2 separate regions of the Bicyclus anynana genome follow, and region 1 is linked to region 2. The links are chromatin contacts, called in public Hi-C maps. All regions are on one chromosome and are shown on one strand. The core of a region is the stretch at or near the end of the contact, and the rest is flanking DNA. Distances in the headings are between cores, read along the strand shown.

The links. A called contact is a pair of places that touch in the nucleus more often than the background predicts.
Region 1: a Hi-C map of whole body shows a contact between it and region 2, with 7 times the contacts expected there. The contact joins two enhancer-like sites. A contact is called at or near these places in 2 of 2 Hi-C or Micro-C datasets (whole body and whole larva).

What each region holds. Positions count from the first base shown.
Region 1 is chr10:5,606,951-5,612,675 of ilBicAnyn1.1, forward strand. All of the region lies in intron 1 of LOC112057779 (homeotic protein antennapedia), which reads right to left. Among protein-coding and RNA genes, the nearest start is that of LOC112057779, 120 kb to the right of the region's middle. Within about 2 kb of position 3,496, at least 1 of the 8 cell types and tissues checked has open chromatin away from gene starts, as enhancers often do.
Region 2 is chr10:5,460,896-5,467,291 of ilBicAnyn1.1, forward strand. The region is part of intron 1 of LOC112057779 (homeotic protein antennapedia); the gene reads right to left. Among protein-coding and RNA genes, the nearest start is that of LOC128198414, 72 kb to the left of the region's middle. Within about 2 kb of position 4,071, at least 7 of the 8 cell types and tissues checked have open chromatin away from gene starts, as enhancers often do.

The DNA of each region.
Region 1 (5,725 bases), core at 2,246-4,745, 150 kb after region 2:
TGCTTCCAGCTATTCGTGTATACTCGACATCATACGATGAGTTATGATATGGATATTCGTTTTGTTCTCGGCATTAACTAAGTAAGAGATCGTCATCGTTGATGCGATGACGATCTTTTACCGAGTTGATGTGTTCTATGATCCTTAAAAAATAGTGCTACCTGCTTATTCCATTACGTGTTACGACTGTACTTACGATAACTGGCTACATAACTTATTTTTATTTTGTGAGAATTTAAAAGAGTAAGCAGACGAGCCTAAAATCTAATATTTTTAAAGCCTCGTTTCGAAACAAGAAATTCCAGATTTTGTTCCTCCTCGTATAAGGCTTCGTCGAAACCCGGGTCATGCTGATTCCCACGCCACACTTCTCAGTAGTTAAGTATGTAAGTTGTGGCGGCCATTAAAAACTAGTTTATTCAATTTTGTCGAATTTAAAACAATTTTAAAGCTACAGCAAATCCAGTTTGAAGGTAACGCCTACTGAGTTACATTGCCACATTATGGAAGTTATTTATTTATACGCAGTTTTAGGAATTGAATATATAAGTACCTAGATACTAGATTTACACACTGTTAATTTAGCTAGCTAAACAAAACCAATGTCTACCTAAAAGACTTCATTGATATAGCAGAAAGGTTTTCTATTTTCTTTGTATATTATCTTTCATTCGGCTGTTTGGCTGCTATCGTGCTACGAGTATTTTCTGATGTTGAATGATGATGCAGTCTAAGATAGTACCTACTCGTAGTAGTAGAACAATTGAGCAGGGATCCTACAGTTTATTCAACCCATACTTCTATAGGTATATCGAAACCCTGTAGACCTATATTATTAGCAGATACTTGCTGGTCCTAAACTGCAGAGCTACGTGCGTAACAGTTGTCTGAACACCGCAGTCCCTGGAACTAAAGGCCGAGGCCGCCCGAAAAAGTGCGGACTTGAGAGCCAACAAACTCAAGAAGTCAGATGCCCAAGATCGGGCAAAGTGGGCGAGATTATGTCGGAAAGCGGACCTCACATAGTGGGACCACGCTAAGAAGAAGAAGAAGACTTGCTGGTCTTTATTAAACTCCCGAAGTCAAAGTCATTAAACTAACTTCAAGGGAGTAACTATACTCTAAGCAAATTGAGAAAATCTTAGGTAGGTAGTTCTTCAATGGACTTCAATTTGTAAAAGACTTTTAGATTAGGTTTAAAGCAAAACGTACCACATAATTTATTATAGGTACTTCAAATATCAACCATCTTAGATTGTATAGAAAATAATCTAAGATGGTTGATATTTGATCTACCTACTTTTAATTTTATTCTTTACAAGTTAGGCCTTCACTACAATCTCAACTGATGGTAAGTGATAATACAATCTAAGATGGAAACGTCTAATTTGTTAGGAGGAGGATGAAAATCCACACCTACACGATATCGTACAGGAAAGCTAAATGTTTTCACACATTTAAAATTTAGGTTCGTATATGCTCGCTTCGGCAAACATCTACATACCTCAAATGTCCGAGCATACCATAAAACTATAAACTGGCATACCTACTTGAAACATTAAGCATAACATTTACATTTTAACAAGAATGGAATTTGGATGGAAGAAAAAATTACGAGAGTAACTTTTTAGTCGCTTAGGTAAAAGTTTTTTTCGTTTTTCTTCCTGGTTTCGGAGGGAAATCAAAACATTCACGTAGCCTGGTTTATTAAAATAATTTTGTTAAGGTGCGTGCATTGCGTTTCGATATGGCCTTCTGACACGCGACGAAGAAACTGCGAAGTTTTATTTTTCTGTTCTTATGGAAAAAAAATACTATCTACTCCATACCTTATTACTGTGACAAAGGGACCCAAACTGAATGCTCTTTCTTGTTTTCCGAGGATGTTCCTTAACTTTGTTTCTAATAGAAACGTAATCAGAGGTTAAACCAGTTTAGTGGTCCCACTGAGTTATGGGTTTGGTGGATTCGTAAACATAGATTACTTGTAAGTTTCACGTTTAGGTGACAAGGAAAAATGTATTAGGAAGGTAAGTATTTTGATTCCAAGACCTACTTAATAGTTGCAGGTAAAACTACAGGAAAATGTTTGACACTCATAAGGAAGACAGAGCATGACTTGAATGCATCATGAAATTTCGCAAGCCGCTTGACATAGAAAAATGAAAGGACATGACCAAAAATGGGCCTCATCATTCGTTCGGAACAGTAATGAAAAAATATGTAGTAAATTAAGTATTAAATTAGAAGTATAATTCGATAGTTTTCAATTCTGTAGAAGACGGCAAAGGTACCTAAGACGAAGTCGCGGGCGTCCGCGTGTCTACCATAAGTATAACATACGGGAAGACACGTTACATTGTTAGGTACAGCTACCACATTCTGCAGTGTCACGATGACTACGAGAGCTAGTTGGCAACAATATGTCAAATGAATGTCAATAAGCCGATAGATATGCCTCATGATTTATTATCTAAATACGTGTCTGTGACCTAAGTAATAACTTACAAGCAGTAGGTAGATACATACTTATTTGTATTTAATGTGTTTCTATCATTACTTTATACGAATACTAAGTGATACAGAAAATTAAAAGATTTTTGTTTTTATTAAGGAATTGTTAAAGCTAGCTTTACTCAAATTCGTAACAGGTTAACAAGAAATCGTCCTCGTCATCAACCCATATTCGGCTCACTGCTTAGCTCGAGTCTCCTGTCAGAATGAGAGGGGGCCAAAAGCCCACCACGCTGGCCCAATGCGGATTGGCAGACTTCACACACGCAGAGAATTAAGATAATTCTCTGGTATGCAGGTTTCCTCACGATGTTTTCCTTCACCGATTGAGACACGTGATATTTAATTTCTTAAAATGCACACAACTGAAAAGTTGGATGCCCCGGACCGGATTCGAACCCACACCCTCCGGAATCGGAGGCAGAGGTCATATCCACTGGGCTATTACGGCTCAACAAGAAATACTGCCTACTTATTCTTGTGTTTTTCTAGGAATTAGTTACTGTTACTTAATTAAGTACTTATTCGTAGGTAACGTAAGATATATTTATAGATTTACAACCCTTGAACCGATCTTGATAATATTAGACACATGATTCCATACCTAACCTTTTAGTTGTTACTCGAGGGTCTCATTAGATAGGTAAATCTAGGTGGGTAGGTAGGTAGGTATTAATTCCTCCAAACATTTATTTATTACTGATGGAAGGACAATTTAATAAATAGGTACCTCCCAGATACACAGTCCCTTAATATTTCGGTCAATAAAGTATTTGTCTGTAGGTATCTAGTAAATTAACACTTATCCACTTTCCTACTAGTGATTACCTAGTAGTCTTTATTGATAATCATTAATAATTAACTCCTTACCATAGTCGCTCAATATTTCGGTCAAGTGAAGTGTTTGTACTTATACAATAGATCAGCATCCCCACATCTTGCCGGAGCATTCCAGCAGCGCGGGGGGAGGGGGGTGACATAGACAAATGACGCACCGCCAGCGCCCCTGCCGGCGGCGGAATGAGTTATTGCCACCAATCGAGAGTGCTCCTCTAGCGGCCATTTTTAATTTTAAGGGGTACGTTACCCCTGCTATTATTATTATTAAGAAACCATTACGGGTATTGGTTGACAGGGAGATATTAGCAATCATTTAGCCACTTAGTGCAAGTTTAATACCTACTATGTACCTAATTAACTTTTATATCTAGGGTAAATATTTGATTTTAAAACCTAGGATTTATTAAACCTAGTATTATTTAACCCCGGTGGTTTTAATAAAGTCAAGTCATAAGCATTTAGAGTCTGCCTTGATAAGATTGTACAGATTCCAATGTTTGTATAACTGTAAAACTGTAACAGTCAGTAATGAACAAAATAAATAAATAAAAAGTCAACAATTTTTGCTGTTTATTCTTTGTCTGTTTGTTTGATTGTTAGAAACAGGCTCTAAAATTACAGGACCGCTTTAAAAAAACACCAATGAATAGCTACATTATCAGCGAATAACACAGGCTAAGTATGTTATCTCCGTTTTCCCGCGGGAATGGTTACTATTACTAAACGAGTGAAAACGTAAAACAACGTTACATAACGTACGGTACGTAAGGTTACGGGAGTATGCTAGTATCTCATACTGATTTTTCAATAACCATATCTAATACTCGTAATCAGGTGTTAAACACGATATAAAATCTCCTTCTTAACATCCTTTCAATTAAATAAACACTAAAAGCTCATTAAATTAATGGCAGTTTTGTGAGCAGCCATTAAAAAGCGTTCAACAAATTAACAGGCAATCAAATCTGTCGTAAATCACGCCCTCTATCGCAATTACACTGAACTGCGGCACACTTTGTCGCTACTATCTCAATCGTTTCATATTATTAATTATGTCCATCAAACTTCAGTTCGCTTACATCTTTATTATATCAATTAATAAATCAAACTACTAGCGGAATGTACCTTACAATGCATAATTTAGAATTGAATTAGAAATTGTTTAGAACAGTGACATCTAGCGACGAATAGATGAACTACATGACATTAGAAAAATAATACATTTAAACAACGACAACTTTGCAACGATTTATTTATGACTGAATTAAAAAAAGTCCACCTTCCTAGGTAGGTACTATTTTATGAATACAATTTAATTCCTATTTTGGATTTTTTTTGCTTATTAAAAGTCTTATAATTATGCGGACGGTAGGTACCTATAGTTAGAAATATCTACCTAGGTATCTATTGTATTTATATGTACCTATTTATTACAGTATCACTCCGATAGTGAAGCTGTTTATCTAGACGAATAATAATATTATAAATCATGAATTATTCATAACAATAACTGATGTATTGACGTAATTAGCACAAAGGAAGCCCACCCAGATAGACTCGGACCGTTTTGTAATTTAATACAAAATCATGTTGTAAAACAGGAAAGAATTATAACAGAAAGGTGACAAATCGAAACAAATCTCATCGTGTACTAAATAAAGGTAAAATATTTAAGTACACTTTTAAAGATATACTTACCTATTACCTACCTATAGATATCTCTTAAGAACTTCATTTCTATGAAAAGGAGCCGGCAAGGAGCTTAGTGGTTAGTTACTCTATTAATTTATCTTTTACCCAACTAAGGGTAAAAGATAAGTGCATTCTTCAGCCGAGGTTAAACCGCCTATGTAATTAAAGGTAAACTAAACGGAACGATGACAATAGGTGCCGGCCTTGTTTTGAGATCACGGGCGGAGATAGGCTATACAGTTTATCTACATAATACCTACTTGGTGGGTTTGATAAATAAATGTAGGTAGATACAATAGGCGTGTTGTTTCCGTGCAACTTCTACGAATATTAATGTTTAATTAAATTAGTGGGTTCAACGACCGTGGTCAGAGATCTGTGTAAGTTAAAAAATATTTATAGTTATAAATGTAATTTGTTTTAAAAAGTCCCACTATTATTTAGCTAGTTATGTTACTAGGTAGTCATAACAGTTAGGTCATGAGTTACCTAAATTATGTTTAAGAAGATCAATTGGGAATTTATTTTTAGCTATTTACCTAGATTTACCTATAGTACCTAGATATAAGTTGCCTTGTTTGGCTAGGTAACCTGTGATTCTTTGTGCACATCATGCCGCGAATATTCATAGAAATATTTCTACAAAAATTCGCGCGAGTAGGTATTTCGGTGTGTAGAG
Region 2 (6,396 bases), core at 2,821-5,320:
AAATCTCAAATTGTCAATGTATAGAATTCGACCAGTTTTATTATAAGTAGGTCTAGATAGATATAGAAGATGTAAGTCCACTATCAAATAAAATGCTTTAGGGTACATAAGTACTATCTAGCTAGACGTAAATTCACAACAGTATTATTTAGGGCCGCATTGTATGAATAAATTGAACAGACAAACGCCATTGAAGATCCGATGCTCCATGGCGAGCGAGGCACGCCGGCATTTTGATGGCGCTCCCGTAACTGATTGCGTTCGCTTTGATTAACAGATTCCATTGCGATTCCACTATGGTGAAGAGTACCTATGAATAGCCTTTTATTGGTGTTTATAACACCTTCAATCTTGGCTATTAGACACCATTGCGGTTACAGTTATGTACGACATTTATTTTTAAAAATCAATTAGTGACGGCCTCCGTGGCGCAGTGGTATGCGTGGTGGATCCTGGGTTCGATCCCCGGCTGAGCAGATTTTCTTAATTGGTCCAGGTCTGACTGGTGGGAGGCTTCGGCCGTGGCTAGTTACCACCCTACCGACAAAGATGTACCGCCAAGCGATTTAGCGTTCCGGTACGATGTCGTGTAGAAACCGAAAAGGGGACGACAGAATGCATAGTTAGACAAGGATTTTTCCAATTTTTACTTATAGCGCCGTGATAGACCAGTGGATATGACCTCTGCCTCCGATTCCGGAGGGTGTGGGTTCGAATCCGGTCCGGGGCATGCACCTCCAACTTTTCAGTTGTGTGCTTTTTAAGAAATTAAATATCACGTGTCTCAAACGGTAACGGAAAACATCGTGAGGAAACCTGCACACCAGAGAATTTTCTTAATTCTCTGCGTGTGTGAAGTCTGCAAATTACCAGCCAGCGTGGTGGAATATTGATCTAACCCTTCTAAGGTCCCGTATAAGGGTTGATAACTTATAGCGCATACCCTAGTTTTAAACCTAAACCTTATGCACGCCACTGGTCTAAGCCTCTATTTCTTATAGAGGCTTAGACCAGTGAGAGCCTGTGTGTAGTTGCTAACATGTACGAAGGTAGTAGGTAAGTTCCTGCCTATTAAATGTTATTATCCTTCTGTTGAATGTTATTCTACAATAGGTAGGTATGCGTAGACATAGTTGGAGGGGTTTAGTCCAGAAACAATCGCGCTGTCGCCGTACTTAGTTATTATTGGTGTTTAATTAACATAGCTCTCGTGCCGGCTAATTGTTATATCGTGCAGGCTGATTTATTGCATTACCTCTGTAATTGCATGCTGTGAACTTTGTGGGCGTGCTCGGGACAATAGAAATGTTGTTCGTATACCAGTAAGAAGTAGACTTTTAATTTAAATAGGCCATCTATAGTCTCGCAAGTTCGTTGATGACACTCCCATGATATGCGGGCGACGGGGGGAAAGACTGCGGTGTGAAATCGTGCGTGCGGGGAAGTGAGGTGCATCAGTCGTGGTGTTTTCATTCATCCCTACACGCCCCCCGGCCCGCGCGGATCATCGGGAATGTTACGAACGAAGTTGCCAAGCTATAGTAGGTACCTACGTCTTTTTCAAAATAGCTAGGTACCTACTACATCTATTTACGTATTCGTGATTGACAATGAAACAATCAATCTTTTCCTCTCACAAAAATTCTCTAGAATAAAGTTATAGGTATTGAAGAAGATAATTATTTGCTAGTTGATTTTATTAGTTTACTATAGCCGACGTCCCGCTATTTCACCCGTGTAGTGACCGTTCCCGTGACAATACGCTTATGAAATATAGCCCATGACACTAAGAAATAAAGTGACTTTTAGTGGTAAAAGAATTTTCAAAATCAGTTTTGTAGTTTCAGAGATTAAGTACCTACCACTTACAATAAGGTAGCACAAACTTTACCTCTTTATACTATTAATTAAATATGACCCTTTATCTAGTCGGAAATGAGTGGGTGGGTGGTTCAGCGCAAGGATCGAACCACGTCCCTTTTGGTGATTAATCCAGCCCCTTACCGTTGAGCTATTAAGGCTTAAAAAAGTTAAGACTCAAAGGTAAAAAAATATTCTAAAAATATACTGAACTGAATTGTTGTTTTTCAATTTTTTCCTTTTTACTGATCCTATTCTATTTTATTCTAAAAACTCGTTTAAAATTGCATTTAAAACCAGCGCCATCTACTTGCGCCTGAGTGAACCTTGTAACGGAGCGACATCTATGCCTCTCCATAAGCACTACTTCGTAAGCAGGTAAGCCATGCGGTCAAACTTTTTGCACTTGTTGATGAAACAACTTCCCATCTTGATTGGTATAAAGTAAAATTTTAATTTGAAAGTTGCATTATTTTTATTCCAAAAAGTAAAGTCAGAATACCCTGCTGCTTTGTAATTCAAATGAAACATGAATATATTACCTACAGTATTTGTTAGACTTTTATGTTTTACGTGAAATTATGTAAAATGTCAGGCTTGAATTGAGCCTTATTACGTACTTTCAGTAGAAGCCAAAGCATTTTAAAATTAAAAGACAAAAAATAACTTTAAAATTTTAATAGAGTAAATAAAAACTATGATTTTATTATAATAAAGTTTAGATATAAAAAAAATTATATGTAACAGCGACATCTATAGTCGAGTAGCATAAGTTTTAAGTAATCTAAAATATCTTTTCATTAAGAGGGGGCGCTGTTGGAGTATTCAAATTCCAATTAAATTTATTTTTCATATAAGATCTCCCAACTGATTATCTAAGAAAATCCTATTAGATTTCTAGTTCGTAAATTTTCTGATAAGTAATAATCTTTTACCAGTTTATGTAGGTATTATTAAGGCATAATAAGCAGAACTTTCTACGACATTCAAACAAGATTTTTCGTCAACGTGCTCTCTAAAGCACAGGATAAGCCTGCCTAAGACAATTGAACCTAAATTGAGGGATCTATCTACGAGTATGTGTGTTAGGTAGTAATTATGTACAAGTGTATAGATAGGTATAGGTAACTATGATTTGGGTTGATTTCTAGTTAAAGGTAGGCTGATAGGTACCTAATTGTTTCTTATAATCTGATAATAGGTAAGAACTAAGAGCATGCAATAGCCACATATAGGTACCGCTACCTCATTTTGAATGCTAAAAGTTCGTCAGTCTATGCTCGTGCCGTAGGTAAATTTTGTTTACCTACTAAGCACGGACTGCGGTGGCTGTAGGATTCGCTGGATGCAGATGGCTCAGGATCATAATGTTTGGAAGTCCCTACAAAAGGCTATGTCGCGAAGCTGATGTGGCAATGGCCAGGAAGTGGCATTCGAACTATATATTCGAAGAGCTGATGGACGTTGGGGTCCCAAGGTGCTGGAGTGGCGACCCCGGACCGGAAAGTGCAGTGTTGGTCGACCCCCCACTACGTTGACTGAGGACATCAAACGGGTTGCAGGGAGCCGCTGGATGCTGAGCTGCTGGCAGCTCGAGACCTTTTTGTTTGGAACTCCATGCAAGAGGCCTATGTCCAGCTGTGGACGTCCATCAGCTGATAATTATGATGACGATCCTATCCAAATATTATGAAACAGTTAAAAGGGGTTGGAGTTTTTGTAAAAAATAATTTCTCATTTAATTACACAGTGGTGTGCACTTCATAAATGCTATAGGTACCTACCTAATGCTTTGCTTGCTCTAAGAAGTAATGACGAAAAACATTTGTATTTTGTATAATTTGTATTGTGCCATAAGCAAAAACCTTGTGCCACACCACTGTATGTGTCTACCTATCCTTACTAATCTCGGTACGTCGGTACATGTGATAATTTAACTGCATAATTATGTAGATAAACAAAGCTAAGAACATACAGAGCTGAATAGAATAACTTAAAAGTCTAAATTCAATTTTGGAATACCGAACGGAACAACAAAAAGAAAGGTAGGGATGGGACGGAATGAGAATCGCCGCGTCTGTCGAGATTTTTTGCGCGATTATTTCGACGTTATTATTATGAGAAAAAATGCGGAGTCAGTAAAGCGGAACGTGGGGTGGGGGACTGACGAGGGTTCCCGGTTTGATTGAAGCGGGAGGGGGCGGGGCGGTGACGTCACGTTCTCATAATAGGCCGTGCCGCTCAGTGATGGCCGCCGTTTATCACGGACGAGTGTTAGTCTGCACTTGGGATTTTATTAGACGCTCATTTGATAAGTTACTGTCCTAATATTGGACCAAATCTTGAGAAGTCACTGTCCCAATATTGGACCAAATCTTGAGTTACCGCACGACTCTACCGCTTTTAAGTCCAGTCTTTCATCATGACCAATATCCTTTTATACTCTTCGCTAAGTAGGCTAACTAAGCCTGTAGATGTTAGGAGACGTCAAAATTCAAAATTCAAAATTCATTTATTTCAAGTGGGCTCAGTTTACAAGCACTTTTGATACGTCAGTTCACTATTTGTAAAGATTCTACCACTGGTTCGGAAGGCAGATTCTGCTAAGAAACCGGCAAGAAACTCAGCAGTTGCTCTTTTAAAAAAAACACAATTTTATAATATACTAGCCGACGCCCGCGACTTTGTCCGCGTGAAACTCGATGTAAACTTTCAACTACCCCTATCCTACCCCTAGCCTACCCCTACTCTACTTTTCTGGTTGATTTTTTACACCTTGTGTCCGAAAAACCCAAATATCTTATGGAACCCTATTTTTTTCCAAAATAAAATTTAGCCTATGTTACTTGTGGATAATGTAGCTTTCGAATGGTGAAATAATTTTTAAAATCAGTCCAGTAGTTTTTGAGCCTATTCATTACAATCAAACAAACAAACATACAAACAAAGTTTTCCTCTTTATAATATTAGTATAGACAATTGATGACAACATTACAATTTCTTATAGATTTACTTCCTGTGTGAAGGTGGAAAAGCTGACCCAACGGCCTCCAAGCATCTTTATCATTAAGGAACTCGTCAATGGTGTAGTAACCTCGACTAAGCAAATGTTTTTTAACAGATTGCTATGTCGATAATTCAACTGGCAGAAATCTAATACCTCTCGGATTTGAGTCAGGCTTTTAGCCACGGAGTTACTGTGACTTAGCACCAGCAGGTAAGATCTTATCTGAGTACCTAATTTAATTATCCTGTCTTAATTTATGAATATATTAAAGTTTAATTTGTTATCGTGTTGGGTTAAGTTATAAAAATTTGTACCTACCTATCCTAATTTGTGTGCATATTTTGTTCCAAAAGAGCATAAATTATTAAGATTTTGACGATAAGAAGAGACGGAGTGAAACAAAAAGTTAGGTATAACTTTATAAAAATGTAATTTAACAATCAGTTTCAAACTGCATAATAACCAATGATAATTTTATACTATAGATCGGTTACGTCACAACAAAATCATTGCAAAAATTGATCCGAATAACAAACAGGCTACAACACCGAGCGCACACATGCACAATTTTGTCTTTAATTCCATTAAATATTTATGTATATATAGTTTTTACACTTCCTGAACACACAACTCGACATTGTAGATGATATTTAGGTATTATTTGTTGAAATAACGTTCGTTGTTAACCACAAATAACATTGAGTTGTGTTATAAATTTCCTCTTTTGAGCGCATCATTTTTCATGCGCTAGTAACACATCTAACAGTATTTAATATCATTGATAATAACATAAAAACACAAAATGAAGTGCTTTTGACTAAAAAAGTTACTTAGGTACCTAAAACTATAATAAAACCAAATATTCAGTAGAATTGTTACGTAGGTAGGTGAGTAGTATTTTTCCTAAGGACGTTGCTTTGATTTAATAGTAATTTGGTGTTTGGTGTTAGTTTGGTGACAGCTTAAACATAAAAATCAAGATATACCTACCTAGATAAGTAAATTCCACGTAATAATTTAATACGATTACCTTATAAACGTTTAAAAAAATATGTAGGTAAGTAACGAGGTAAGTGAGCAGAGAAGTTGTGTGGTCTGGTTACTCGTCCTGCCGCGAAGATTAGTAGATATATTTCCAAGATAACTCGCGCGAGTATTTCGGTGAGTGTTAAAGTTAAACAGCAGTGAGTGATAAAGTTTCATTGAAAAGTGCTTAGTTAAAAGAAAAGCTTAGTAGGTATTCCATGGCCACAGGATTCGAACCCAGGTCCCCGTCTGAAGCTTGACCTAACCACTGGACCAACGAGGTGTTGTACAACTCTTGTCGTCATCAACCTCTATTCGGCTCACTGCTGAGCTCGAGTCTCCTCTCAGAATGAGAGGGGTAAAGCCAATAAATAGTCCACCACGCTGGCCCAATACGGATTGGCAGACTTCACACACGCAGATAATTTAGATAATTCTCTGGTATGCAGGTTTCCGCACGATGTTTTCCTTCACCGATTGAGACACGTGATATTTAATTTCTT